Linked DNA regions of Zea mays: regions 2 and 3 are each linked to region 1. The links are chromatin contacts, called in public Hi-C maps. All regions are on one chromosome and are shown on one strand. The core of a region is the stretch at or near the end of the contact, and the rest is flanking DNA. Distances in the headings are between cores, read along the strand shown.

Evidence for each region. Hi-C and Micro-C count contacts between places; a contact is called where the count stands out from the background.
Region 2: a Hi-C map of leaf shows a contact between it and region 1, with 6 times the contacts expected there. The contact joins the promoter of LOC100274468 here to the promoter of LOC100281548 in region 1. A contact is called at or near these places in 2 of 25 Hi-C or Micro-C datasets (bundle sheath and leaf).
Region 3: a contact with region 1 is called in a Hi-C map of bundle sheath, with 2.6 times the contacts expected there. The contact joins the promoter of LOC100217252 here to the promoter of LOC100281548 in region 1. A contact is called at or near these places in 2 of 25 Hi-C or Micro-C datasets (bundle sheath and leaf).

The regions. Positions count from the first base shown.
Region 1 is chr4:161,335,384-161,340,390 of Zm-B73-REFERENCE-NAM-5.0, reverse strand. LOC100281548 reads left to right here and starts at 2,648. Exons shown (of 1, transcript NM_001154467.1): 1 at 2,648-4,843. The coding sequence starts at 2,821. The coding sequence ends at 4,644.
Region 2 is chr4:161,147,491-161,152,497 of Zm-B73-REFERENCE-NAM-5.0, reverse strand. LOC100274468 reads left to right here and starts at 3,058. Exons shown (of 9, transcript NM_001360601.1): 1 at 3,058-3,491; 2 at 4,454-4,511; 3 at 4,836-4,959. The coding sequence starts at 3,328.
Region 3 is chr4:161,505,781-161,510,787 of Zm-B73-REFERENCE-NAM-5.0, reverse strand. LOC100217252 reads left to right here and starts at 2,258. Exons shown (of 1, transcript NM_001143607.1): 1 at 2,258-3,431. The coding sequence starts at 2,461. The coding sequence ends at 2,943.

The DNA of each region.
Region 1 (5,007 bases), core at 1,399-3,898:
TTATCGATCTGTACATAGTTTGCTGAAGAAATTTGATGTTATTCCTATTCAACGGACCGGGGGTTGTGGTAGCTAGCTGTTAGTCGGGATAAAGCTGACTTTGGATTTAAATAACTGATTTTAGAGGTTTTTCCCCTACAAATACCATTTGGTAGATCCGTTGATGCATCATGCACGAGATCTTGTTCTGACGCGTTGTTTCACATGCATGTTGGCAGGAGAAATTCAGTTCGTAGAGAGGCTTAGGCAGTAGGACAGAGCCACGATAGGCATGCAAAACTAGAGAGGAAGCATATGTAAGCCTGTTCGATATATAAAAGCTTGCTCTGTATGTCAGCAACAATAAAACTTGTGCTGGTAGTGTTTGGTTCCAGAGTCTATTTGGATGGAATGGTTCCATTCTAGATTCTGAGTATGGAATGACTCTATTCTGTGTTTGGCAATCAGAACAGAGCCACTCTGTTTCTCTGTTTGGAGAGATTGTCAATATTGAAACAAGGGTACACACCTAATTCTTTGTATTCCTCTTGCAATCATCCGCTTTCCTCTGAATTTGCTTGGGACTCATGTTGGATACTTGGGTTTCAACTATAGCCTACCGCAACTTGCTTGAGACTAAATTGCTTTGTTGTTGCTGTTGAATCCTCTGCTACTCCAAGCTTCTTTGATGTCGGGTGTAATGTCGTAACTGGCTATCGTTGTTGGCCGAACATTTGGCTAGCGTGGATGATATATATTGCAATGTGAATCCAATAAGCAGGAGAGTGATCAATGTATGTAATCGTTGTACACTAACATTTGTCGAATATTTTGTATATCGTTTCAAGGCACCGAAATATTTTCTGAAGAATTGTATAAGTTTGTAGTTTTTTATGATAGTCTTAACATTTAAATGATGCAATTGACATGACATTATTAAAATCATATATAGAAGTTTTTATAGTATTGTGTAGTGCTGAAAAAGATAGATTAAAATAACAATTTATATATGTCTGGATCATAAATGGATTACGAAATGTTTTCTCACAACAGTATAACACACATTTGTACATAAGTTATTGTGATATTATATGTTTCCGTTGCAACGCACGGGCATTCACCTAGTATATGATATATGGGTGGTGTTTATATGGTGAACTTTTGATTGCTATAACTGATTTTTTGAATTTTTGGGGTGCACATGCACCCACCAGCTACTAAGTAGCTTCGCCCTTGATTATATATATATATATATATATATATATATATATATATATATATATATATATATATATATATATATATATATATATATATATATATATATATATATATATATATATATATATATATATATATATATATATATATATATATATATATACACACACACACAGCTGAGCTGGTGTGCCAAAGCATATCGGATGAGAACGTTACCATCGTCACTATAGCCGTCCTTGTAGAGAACACGTGGACAACGACATTCACAATGTATCAATCAATATTTTTTTAGATCCCTTTGGATTTGACTCGATAATACATTATGCTCGATACGCTTTCCCCTCCAAGATGTAGCTTGTTATGAATCTTAGCTGATTACCTGGAAACAACGTTTTATTTTACAAAGAATATATATAATAGGAGTAAGAAAAGAAATGCATCTTCAATTCTTACGTGTATACAAGCATAGACAGGGGCGGACCCAGAGCAAAATAAGAGTGAGGGCACACTTATGAAGACAAGCATCAAAACACCAGAGTGGGGACATCTAAGTTGAACTGAGAAGGGGACCTTATAGTAAAAATCTAGTCTCTACTACTTGCACCAAAGAAATGAGCGAGGGCCTGTGCCCTCACTCCACTATACGTAGGTCCGCCCCTGAGCATAGATGAAATACATCTTAGAGATGTATTACGTGGAATAGCACCGGAGGAATTAGGGCATGTTTATTTAAGCTTATACATTGCATAATCTGGATTATATATAAGATCAAATAATCTGGATTATATAATCTAAATAATCTAGACGTATCTGTTTGGCAACCCATTTTATTGAAATTTTAGTTATTGATTTTAGTTTTTTTTTTTGGTGTGTGTGTGTAAAGAGTGGCAATGGGGGCTACCTCATAGAACGGCATCTGGTTTCTATTTATTTTTTAACGTCCTTCCTTGGTGGGTACCACGAGCGATGCTTTGTGCTGCTGCCCATCGTTGTGAGGCATGGAGAGTGAGTGGTGTCAGAATTCACAAGTGGACCGGCGGTGATTTTTGGGTGTCGTTGTGTCACTGGCGTTGGACAGCGGCGGCAAACTGTTGTGGGCGCCCGTGGAGACGATAACCAATCACACGGAGTATGGCTTGACGCGACGGCTCCCTCTCGCTCCCCGTGGCGGCGTGGTCATTTTTCGCACCTCGTCATTGCTTACATTACATTCGTGCCCAAACACGACGATTCGATTCCTCCCTCCACTCCACCTCGTCCAATTGTAAAAGTCTGACCCGCCCCAGACCCACCGATCGGTCAATTCCCACAACCGCGTTGGCGTCGGATCCCAAGCAAAGGAGCAAGGGTCCGCTCTGGCTCTGGTTCGCACCGGGGAAAGTATAACGTCAGGGCGGGCTGCGAAAGGCAGGCGCTTTATTACCGTAGCAAGGAATTGAATGTGCACGGCCGGTTTTTCGCTCCGGGATTCCGTGTTATTTCATTTCATCCTCCTGCACGGTAGATTCCCATTCCCTCTTGTCATCCTCCTCCTCTCGCTCGCTGGGCCTGCCTGCCCTGCCTGCCTGCTCCCGTGCCGTGTCTCCGCAGCTCTTGCTTGCTCCGGGCTTCGCCGGCGGCATGGAGCCCGCTGGCGCGCCGTGGTGCGACCCTGGCCGTGGGTACGGCGCCGGATCGGCCGCGGAGGCGCCGACGCTGAAGGGACAACAACCGCAACAGCTGCTGCTGACGCCGCCGCGACAGGACGGCGCGGCGCTGAAGAGGAGCCTTGGCGACGTGGAGAGGTGGCAGCAGGCGCTGTACCTGCGCGCGGTGAGGCAGCGCGTCGCGGTCGCGGCGCAGTCGCAGATGGCGCACCCGCCGACCGACGTCGGGCCCGTGCTGGCGGGGGCTACCGCCTCGCCGGCCTCGTATGGTTTCTCCAGGCCGCCTTCGTCGCCCTTTGCCGGGCTCTCGCCGCAGCCGTCGTCGACGCTGTCGTCGCTCACCACGGCCTCGCACGTGGAGACGCCGCCGCTACTGCAGCGGCATACGGTGGCGGCCAGAGAGCTGGTGTTGTTGCAGGAGCTGGAGAAGCACCTACTAGACGACGGCGACGGCGAGGCCGAAGCGACGGGGAGTGCTTGCGGCTCCACGGTCACCAGCTCTGCGTGGGGGGACACGATACAGGAGCTCAACTCCCTCACCGCGGCGCCTCTGGCGTCTCTACCCAACAACTACAGCAACACCGTGCCTGCCATGTCAAGGTCTCCTCCGTCGAACTCCTCGTCGTCCACGGCTTCGTCGGCAGCGTCGAGCTCGCCGGCGGCCTCGACGACAGCCTCGTCGAGGCAGCTGCTGTCCGAGGCCGCGGCCGCCGTCGCCGACGGCAACCACGCGGCCGCGGCCGCCCACCTCGCGGTCCTGAAGACCGCCGCGAACCCGCGCGGGGACGCGGAGCAGAGGCTGGTGGCCATGATGGCGGGCGCCCTGTCGTCTCGCATCCGACGCCCACCCGCGTCTCACCAGCACCTCGCGGGCCTATGCGGCGCCGAGCAGCGCGCGGAATGGCAGCTGCTGCAGCACGTCTCCCCCTGCTTCGGCCTCGCCCTCCACGGCGCCAACCTCGCCATCCTCGACGCCGTGGCCGACCAGCGCGCCATCCACCTGATCGACTTCGACGTCAGCGTCGCGCAGCACACCGCCCTCATCGACTCCCTCGCCAGCCGCCGCGTGGCCGGCACGTGCCTCAAGGTCACGGCCGTCACCGACCCGACGTCGCCGTTCACGCCGGCTCTGGCGCAGGCGCTGGCGGCCACGGGCCAGCGGCTCAAGGAGCACGCCCGGCAGGCAGGGGTGGAGTTCCGGTTCAGAGCGGTCAGCTGCGTCGCCGGAGAGGTCGAGGCGTCCAGGTCGAGGCTCGGGTGCGACGAGACAGGGGAGGCGCTGGTGGTGAACCTGGCGTTCGCCCTCTCGCGCGTCCCGGACGAGAGCGTGTCCCCGGCCAACCCGCGCGACGCGCTCCTCCGGGGCGTGCGCGGCCTGCGCCCGCGCGTGGTGACGCTGGTGGAGCAGGAGCTCGGCGCGAACACGGCGCCTCTGGCGGCGCGGTTCGCCGACGCGTGCGCGCACTACGGCGCGGTGCTGGAGTCGCTGGACGCGACCCTGGGGCGCGACAGCGCGCAGAGGGCCCGCGCCGAGGCGGCCCTGGCGAGCAAGGCGGCCAACGCCGTGGCGCGTGAGGGCCCCGACCGGGTGGAGCGGTGCGAGGTGTTCGGCAAGTGGCGCGCCCGGTTCGGCATGGCCGGGCTGCGGCCCGTGGCGATCGGCCAGGGCGTCGCCGACCGCGTAAAGGGACGGCTAGGTCCCGCAGCACGTCCGGGATTCGACGTGAAGCTGGACAGCGGCCGGCTCGCGATCGGGTGGATGGGGCGCGTGGTCACCGTCGCCTCCGCCTGGCGTTAGCCGTACGTAGCACCCCTAGTGATGAGCTAATCATCAGCTCCCGGTTATCGACGCCTATCATTCAGAGTACCTCAGGAACAGCCGTTGTGCAACCACGAACGAATGCCTAGTAGTTGTAACAATAATCTCTCTAATTTTTTACGGCAACTGGTCGTTGAATATTGTACTAGTAGTAGTGGTAATGGGTTTTCTTCATGGCCACTGCTAGTTGGATATTTTTGTAGTAGTGCATCATTCGTGGTTGCTATCCGACTATCTCCTGTGTGCTCGATTTGGATGCGTGGCTACTTGTTGCCTGGCTGCTGCTGGTGCTGGGTGTTGTTTCTTCTCTGTTATAAACATCCAGTGAACCTGCCTTCGGTT
Region 2 (5,007 bases), core at 1,809-4,308, 190 kb after region 1:
GTCGTTCGATTAAAAAATTTTGGTCCTTACCATTATCTATGTTCGTATATAAATTGTACATTAGTATTGTCCCTTTTACTCTTTTTGCTCGCTGCTCTTCTCCCTCCCTGTTCTCCCTCCATCGTGTCGTCGCTGCCGCTGGACTCTATGCTGGCGCTCAAGGCCGAGGCCGCAGCGGTGGTGTGGGTGGGGGTCGGGACGACGACGAAGGGGAGGGCGTAGAGTGTGTTCCACGTCGACCTTGCCATGCTGGAGGCTAGGCCGGTGCGCGAGGTGTTGGCGCCGCGGGGAGGCGGGCCTCCAGCAATGGGGTCGTCATCGATGTCAACCTGTAACACCCCGTCCAATCCTTAGACCGACGGTACTTACTCCTGGCAGCTCTCTAGGATCATATATTGTCCCCAAGACCAACACGAGTCTTTTGTGCATACTTTGTCCTCACTCGTGCGCACCCGAGAAAACTTCCCTGTCGGTCACACATCCTAAATTGCTCCAAGCCAAGCACGCTTAACTTGGAGGTTCTTTCGAGATAGGCTTCCGGAAAAAAGATGCACCTTATTGGTATGGATACTCTATTAATTATATTAAACATTAGGCCAGGAAATCATCATCACAGGGGCAGGATATCACAATCCACCACCTTAGAAGACCGACATCCTCGTCGGTCAACCCTAATCCAGGTACCTCCCCTCTTAGCCACGTCTGTGTGTCTAGTGTCGTCATATGCCATGCCATGTGACCACTCCGGGCCCCACATGTGCCATGCGCCATATACCCGAACCCCCTAACCCACACACACCTGTGAAACCGCGAGGGTCAGCTCTGATACCACTTGTAACACCCCGTCCAATCCCTTGTCCGGCGGTACTTACTCCTGGCAACTCTCTAGGATCATATATTGTCCCCACAAACCAACACAGGTCTTTTATGCACACTTTGTCCTCACTCATGCGCACCCAAGAAAACTTCCTGGTCGGTCACCCATTCCAAATTGCTCCAAGCCAAGCACGCTTAACTTGGAGGTTCTTTCGAGATAGGCTTCCGAAAAAGATGCACTTTATTGGTATGGATACTTTATTAATTCTATTAAATCTTGGGCCAGAAAATCACTATCCCATGGGCCAGGATATCACACAACCCAATAGATGAGTCATATGTGGACGGAAGGTAGAAGGAAGTCAATAAGGACATTTTCATCTTCTTAGACGAGTCTAGTACACGCAAATGTAGATAATGGCGCGAACCAATTTTTAATCAAATAATGTTAACCATCGGATATCACGAGTTACAATGACAACTATAAAATAATTAATTTTTATAATGACATATATCTTAAAAATCCAAAGAATTAAGACAGTGCGGTAGAACGAAGAAACAGAGAGTGAAGGATCAGCCGATACATAATTCGTCGTGTAAGTGACGGGATGCTTGAATCAACCCAGAGAGTAACTGCATAAAATGATTTCGTGGAGCATCGCAAAAAAATTGCATAATTCCAATTCGTAATTCTTCGACTATATTAGTTAAAAGTATTAAATATAATATATTTACAAAACTAATGACATAGATAGGAATTAAACGACAATATATATGTATTAGAGCATCTTCAACATTTTTTCTAAAAAGCTGCTCTTATAAAACAGATGTAGAAAGTTGCTAAATATTAATAGGGAGTAAAAAATTGGTGTTCTCCAATAGTTCTATATTTTTAGGTGTCCAATATTTCAAATTATACTAGCTGAAAGTTTCTCTCTATGAAAGGTATGTTTTGGTGATTAGATGCTCAACACATATTGTTTTGTTTGATATAAGCTAAGTGTCAAAGAGATGCAAATAGAAAAGCAGGGTATGATTACAGCTTTAGTAAATTATTTTTGGTACTAACATTATTCTACTAAGTGTTAGGAACCTTTTTAAATCGAGAGAAATCAGATTGAAAAAGTTTGGCTAAGTAAGCCAAACTTGCACGAGCCTGCAGTGCACTGGACTGTCCAGTGCTCGTGCCTAGGCTAGCGCCCTGGCGAACAGAATAACGTTAGTAAAATAAATAAATAAATATATAATCAGCAATAAATGTATACGTAAAAAATATAAAAAGTACCCTATTCACTACTCAGTCACAACTTATTTACGATATAGAGCATATCACATGCAATATTTACTATTAAAATGGGTGTATCATATGTAGAGATGATAATGGATCACGATTCAAATATTTCTTCACAATTTTTTATAACCTTAAAATAATTTAGTTAAAAATAAATAAAAATAGAGTTTGATCCTAATCTGATCCGATACTTAAATTTTATAGTGTAAAATTTAGAGCTCATTGTCGTCCTAATCATATGTAATTAAAATTGTTGATTCATCCTTAAACAATCACACATTCAATTTGGATTGTCAGTGCGCAAAATGGAAATGACAAGCATTTTTCAGTTTGATACTTCTTTTCTATATATTTTACAGAGAGATTATATTAATTTAAGCAAACTCTTATCACTAGCGTTAAATAAATTTATTTTTTTTGTCATAAAACTTGATTTTGTTTGATATATACCATATGTATGCTATAAAAAAGTTGCTATGTAATATATTACGGTATTATACATACCAAATAGTTAGACTTCTTATATTGTACCAACAATTTTGTTACCCTTAGCAATCTTGAATACCCATATTTTAAATCCTGAGCTTGTCACTTTCTATTGACTTACTTATGAATTATCATAATATAAATATCTAGATTATATAATCTACATAATAATAATAATATATGTTGTTTGTTATCTCTTAATTTATTTAAGCTAAATTATATAATCTAGATGTTAAACAAACATGTCTAAGTCGTGATACAACAGAGTCAAATCTTGTCCATTTTGTCCGGTACAACAGTGGCGACTGTGAACGCACACCAGCCACATACTAAAAATTTATACTGTAGCTGGCGAGCGAGGCTAGAGCGCGACAGCGTGAGAGGGACGGCGGGCAAGTGGGCGGCAGTGGCAGCCACCTGCGCAGCCACAAGCACCCGCTTGCGGACGCGCGCACCACGCGAAACGAAGCGAAGAAAACGCCGGCGCCCCCGCAGCCAGACGCTGGAAGCGCCGGAACGAACGAACGCGCGGCGCCACCACCCACATCACTGCCCTGCCGTCGTAGCCCAGCCCCACCCACCCAGCGCCGCCCGCCCACGCCACCACGCGGACCGCAGCCGCGCCGCAGCTGCTCACACACACAGGGCAACAGACGCCTCCTCCATCCCCACGCGAGCGGACGACACGACGCGGCCATCGCCGCACGTTGAGATCCCCTCCGCTCCTCCTCTCGATGGTCTCCGCCAGCGCGCCGCCGCCGCCGCCGCAGGCCCAGTCCGACGCGGCCGGGTCGGGGGAGGAAGCCAGCAAGAAGGTGCGGAAGCCGTACACCATCACCAAGTCGCGGGAGAGCTGGACGGAGCAGGAGCACGACAAGTTCCTCGAGGCCCTGCAGCTGTAAGCAGGAGCAACCCCTGACATGGGTTCCATTTATTTTGATTGATGCGGTTCACAGGCCTAAAGCGTCGGGCTTTGTGGTGTTTTCTGTCTTTTTGATGCGTTAATTATGTCGTTGTGGATTTTTACTTTTTAATGTCTTGAGAATTTTTCTAAAGGTATGAAGCAGTCGTAATAAATAATCGGTGCAGCTGTTTCTTCACTTATTTGGGATTTTGCTATCATTTGTTGTAACTCGATTTCTTCTCGTTTATGGTTTCAATCTAGAACTTTACAATTAATCGAGGGTTTCCTAGTCCTTTTTAGGTCCAACATAGGGAAACAAATTATGTGTTGAGGCAGTTCAGCTACTGTGATTCACAAGCTGAATATGGAGTACAGGTAAAATAGGATGAATTCAATTTGCAGAATTTGGAATTTGAAATGATGAAGAAATTGTGCTCTTTGCTTTACTGGTGCTACCATTAGGCTTTTTTTGTTGGGATTCAACTAGGACTTGATTAGTTTAACACCCCGTTTGGATCATTGGAATTGAATTCCATTCTAATAATAGTAATTTAGTCATATATCAATTATGCTAATTCGGTTTTATGCAAATATATCTATATAATATTTATGTGCTAAATTTTTACTATAGAGGATTCTCTGCTTAGTAGTATTTTGATTGTAAGCATTAACTTGGTCCTGATTGTACATCTGAATCCATTGATGTCTTTGACCATCATGATTTGTTGTGCATGATGCCATTCTCTTGGTCCCAAACTCCTATAGCCCCATGTGTCCACACTAGCACTATCTCTGCACAACTTTCTTTTTCGGTGTGTACGATGCCAGCCTTTTGCATATGGTTGTGACATTCGCTGTTCTTGAATCCATACACTGTCCCAAAAAATTGTCACTGAAATATAAGACCACATCTTGCATGTAATATTCATGTGTAAACTATTTTCTTTTCTTTTCAGCTTTGACCGTGACTGGAAGAAGATAGAGGCTTTTGTTGGCTCCAAGACCGTCATCCAGGTATTCCTATTGTAAATGGAAATATAGGTTTTTAACTTTATAAGAACCCTGGCAATCAAACTATTTAGTAAATGCACCAACAAATCAAGTGAAATAATGCATAAAATATTCGATTTGTTACTTGTGAATGCTGATTAACAAAGAACTGAAGGATTTTCCATGGTTATGTTCCTTTTCTCTGCATTACAAGATTAGAAATAACAGTCAATTTGGATATCCTCATCTCCTGGCCCTACATTTTTCATCGTTGCATAAGCTCTTATCTGTTCATTATCAATTGATTCTATCTTCGAACAATTTCCTTACTTCGGTTTGGTGTTGTAGATTAGGAGTCACGCACAAAAGTACTTTTTGAAGGTTCAGAAAAATGGAACCAGTGAACATGTCCCACCTCCACGACCAAAGCGAAAAGCTGCCCATCCATATCCTCAGAAAGCTTCCAAGAATGGTGAGACTTCATATCCTCAGAAGGCATAAAAATAACAATCATATCTAT
Region 3 (5,007 bases), core at 1,009-3,508, 170 kb before region 1:
CGTGTCCCTTGAGTGGACGGAGCCTTGACCGAAATCGCGCCCATCAGGCCTTTGCAGTTTTGTGCTGATGGGGGTTACCAGCTGAGATTAGGAGTCTTGGGGGTACCCCTAATTATGGTCCCGACAAATAGTTATATAAATTTAGCACCTAAATTATAGATTTAGAAAGTTGCTAAAACAATTTAAGGAGTAAAAAATGTTTGGCTCCAACAATTCTCCATTTATTGGTTGCTATTTTTAAAAGTTATCCGTCAACTAAAAAAAGGTGGGTCTGCTTTCTATTTTTAATTGAACTACCGGCAAAGATCAGTATCAACAGCATTCCCTGACGTCTTGGGAGGTCGAAGATGTTAATGGAAAACCAGATGGCCGCAGCGACGATGTAAAGGCATCATAGGAGGTGCTCTAACGGTGTCTTGTCACAAGAGGTTGTTTGGGAGTGACTACGGAGCCAGCCGATCGGACTAGGTGCGTTGCCCCGTTCGAACTAGCCAACCACTTTGACACGTGCATAGGTTTCACCATTTGTGTTTGTTGTGTGACATATTGGTCTGACCTTCACTATCACGATAAATGGCTGAACAAATGAAGAATGAATGATATATTTTTTATGACATGGCTGAACAAAAAAAACATGAATTGCTAAAAAATCGAGGTGGCTAACATCAGTTCCATGGAATAGATGAACAACGTGAATGAGTGGTATTGGTTTTTATAGAACGGATGATATCAGTTCTACAGTGTACGCATAATATCTCTACTCTGTAAAACACAAATAGATATGAGCTGCGGTGGTAGAAGACTCTTGATTCGTACTGAATGAGCGGGGTTTGAATCACCCCATGCTCTATTTTTTTTTGTTTATTCTGCGTGTCCGCGGATGGGTTGGTTGGTCGGAACGGTTGGGTCCTTTGTCCAAGTAATAATGAATCAATAGATCCATCCGCCTAGGTGATGATTAGCACTTAGGTGTCGTTTGGTTCACGAAATGTAACGTAAATGGTAATGTTAACGATTTACACTCGAATAGCGGTGATAACAAATTTAAAATTTGGTGATATCCATTTGTAGTGTGATATCGATTATGGTTGGACTTAAACAAACATGATTTAACGTTATCGGTTACCCATTATATTACCAATATGTGAATCAAACGATACCTTAGTTGTGTGTCTAGACAGAAAGAGAGAGAGGAGGGAGGGAGAGAGAGTTGGAAAAGTGTACCAGATTTTTGTTATTTTTTTTCCCGTTGGTGATGTGATGCGGGGTTTCCGAGAAACTGAAGGTGCTTCCGCCCATCCATGGGCCTCACGATCGTAGTATATTTGGCGTATAATACAAACACGTATATATAGCTTTCTCTCAACGCTGGGCAACGCTGCTGCCGCGTGCATGAGTGTGACACGAGGTATACGAAACACATGTACCTTTCTCTCCACACCGGCCAACGTTGCCACCCACGTGCATGAGTGTGACACAGTACACAACCGAGCTGGTGAAGTGAAGGTAACACGCGCAGCGGCGGCGTCGTTCTCCCAGCGTTAGTTTCTTCACGCGTACGTTTATCACGCAGAAGACGTGCGGAGTTAAAAAAAATTAAATGCCAAGCGACACCTCTTCAGCATCGAACATTCCACGTCCGGCTGACGAAAGCGCCGGCCGGACGGGGACGGGGACGGCGGTGTTCACTTCTGAACATCCAGAGTCATCAGCAACGTAACGCGGGGTTTGAATGATTCTGTTGTGGTCCCCGTCCTTCGCATGTTCCACCGCGCTCAAGGACTTGCACGTACGTACATTGTTTGGTTCGTCTTTCTCCTCTTCAATTTTTTTTTGTTTGCGAAATGAAATTAGTTGATCTATCGACATCTCATTTCTCATACTTAAAAATATACTTATTCCACCAAATTTAAGAAATAGACTCATTATATACAACCTCGTCTTTATCAGCGATAACTCAAACCAAACACCCCTAATTACCTCGATCAGCACACGGTCAAGCAAGCACAAGTCAGTCCACGTTCCACACACTCCAGCCCGTTCCAACTGGGCACGGGGATACGGCAGGTGCGCGCACGTTCCTCACCAGCCGAATCGCACTATCCATCCAACCAAATCCCACGTGAAGAAAACGACCACCGTTTCGCAGTTCACCCCTGCCAGGCCCGGCCCGGCTGCTCTCTCTGCTTCTGCTCTGCCTCCCTCTATGGCTCTATATAACCAGCGGGCCGCTTCAGCTCTCTCTCTGACTTGTCCACCATATCCTCTCCAGCTTTCCGCTCCGCCCTTGTCGCTCGTCCAGCCACCGTGCCCGTGCCCGTGCCGCCGAGAATTCTATCCAGAAGCAAGCAACAAGAGCCCACCCCCGCTTCGCGCGCTCTTTCGTGCCAGGCAAACACAGAGCACAGCTATCTGCTCGTGTCCCGGTCCGTCCAACTCGCTCGCTCGCTCAATCCACTGATGATGGGGATCCCGCTGGTGTGCTACTGCCTCGCCGTGCCCAAGCCGGTCATCGCCTTCTGCAGGCTGCTCAGCGCCGTCAGGGACGCCGCCCTGCTGATGCTGGCCGTGGTGGGGCTGTGCCGCTTCCCGCCCGACGGCGCGGTGGACGCCGGCCACCAGCCCGGCGAGGTGAAGGCCCGGCTCCCCGCCGTGGAGTACGGCCAGCTCCTGGCCGAGCACGACGAGCAGCAGCAGTCCGGCGACCACGACTGCGACGGGGACGCCGCGTCGTCGGATTGCATCGTGTGCCTCGAGACGCTGGAGGCGGCGGACGAGGTGCGGCGGCTGGGCAACTGCGCGCACGCCTTCCACCGCGCCTGCATCGACCGCTGGATCGACCTCGGCCGCGCGACCTGCCCGCTCTGCCGCTCCGACCTCCTGCCGCGCGCGCCGGGCTGGGCCAGCCGGCTCGGCCTGGGCCGGCTCACGCGCGTTCGGTGAGGAGGACCGTCTTCCAGGGCAGTTTTTAATTTGTCTATTGGATGATGGGGCGCGGACAGGTTAGCGACGGCGATCGCCCGGGTGGTATAACAGCTGCTCTGCCTGCCATCAGCCAACCGCTAATCTACGGGGGGGCTTCATTAGTACGTAAAAGGCGCCTCACACTTGGTATACGTAAAAGATATACTAGTTATTAATACGTTAAAGGATTGAGTATACGGCACCTAGATGTTTCATTTGTACACGATTTTAATTTCAGTCTCTCCTCGACCATATAATAGTAATTAAATTAGTTCGTCAACTTATTGTGCAACTTGGTGAGCTTAGCAGCAGCAAGTTTGCGCAACTGGCAGTGATGAATAATTTAGCAACCAACTTGAATCCTCTTATCATGATCATCTCGTCTCGTGTTGGGAACCGCTTGCTAAACACGAGCGTGGGTGTAAATAAAGTGCCGAAACAGTCTGATTTAGACTTTTTCTTCGATCAAATTGCGACGCCCAAGGTTTTGAAGAAGCTAGCTGCACACCGAATTTGAAACAGCGCTTACCTAGAAAATCCAAAAGCGCCTGTGTTTGACGACGTACGCAACCCCAATGCAACAACAATATCCCAAACTTCTTTTTCTACGTCAAGGGAAACATTAATTACAGACCTCAATTAACACATGGAATCAATGATGAAGCAGCAGCATGTCAAATACTAGTGTCATTATAGCTTTTTTTTTAAAAAAAAAGGAAGCAGCATAGTAGTCTTCTATTGTACGATTCTCATCATGTAACCAATAATTTAATCTTATAGCGATATGGCCGGACGGACAAGCACATGCACATGGGCCTCGTTCAGCCTCCACTCATGTACGAGCATAGAAGATAATCCAAGAGAACACACGACACGACGACACGACTCCTGCGATCTGCACAAATCCTGTGACCCAATTAATGAGTGCATATACGACATTCTAACTGACAATCGATTCTGGCATGATTAGATGCCATCACCCAAAACAGTACAATTATTCGCTGCTAAGACTCTGACACGGTGACATGTCGTTGTCATCACTGGACAACTAGACTGTCTGTACTTGAATTGAGGTTTTCAGCTTCTGGCGTGAACTGTTTTATTTCACAAAGAAAGTTGAATATGTGTCTTACCAAAGTAAAAAAAAGGTTGAAGATATATCGTAGAAAGAGCTTAATAAAGATACTAGGTGAGTGCCCGTGCGTTGCAACGGAACCGTATAATAACACGATAACTTATGTACATGTGTGTTATATTGTTATAGGTATGTGCCCGTGCATCAGTTTTCAAGAACACAAAAACAAGAAAAATTAGTAGTTCACTTACATCAGTTTTACAATCAAATCCACAAGGGTTATCTGTCAAAATTATTTGCATAACATAATGAGTAGTGCCTTGAATCAATTCACCAGATCACATGTCATGGAGACTAAATCAGAAAGCACTTGAACTCCATCATCAAGCTCAAGGCCTAAACACATGCTTGAACAAGGAAATATTTTAATGGGCCGACTTAATTCAAAAAGATACATTGACCATGGTCCGCTAGTATGAGCTGCATTTCAGATACTCTAGATAGCTCCAGTTCATTTACTTCGGGATTTGATTCTCCAGCATCTTCATTTGTACCAACTAATGCCTTAATTTTCGAAATAGATGTACAAAAAGTGAGATATCTACAACTGAGAATATTAAAAACCAAAGAACAAAAAATGTGGTGTTTTGTAGCGCTCATAGCACCATGTCTTCTAGTGCTATCTTTTCTTTTTTGCAGGATCAAGAGTCAAAAGTCAGGAAGGTTTGGTCCTGTCCATGGCACGTGTAGGGCAAGCATCTTTGTTCGGGCGAAATGGCATACTGATAAGCACTCAGGGGGCAATCACTTGGTGTGCAAGGATCTAATACTATTTTTAAAAAATCTGAACAAAACCATGAGCCAATGTCAGGCAACAGATGCACATGCTTATCATGAACTGCAACCTTCTGGTGGTTTTCATCAGGATTTGTGGTCTGGTTCATTGTTACATGCTACGTTTAACTCTA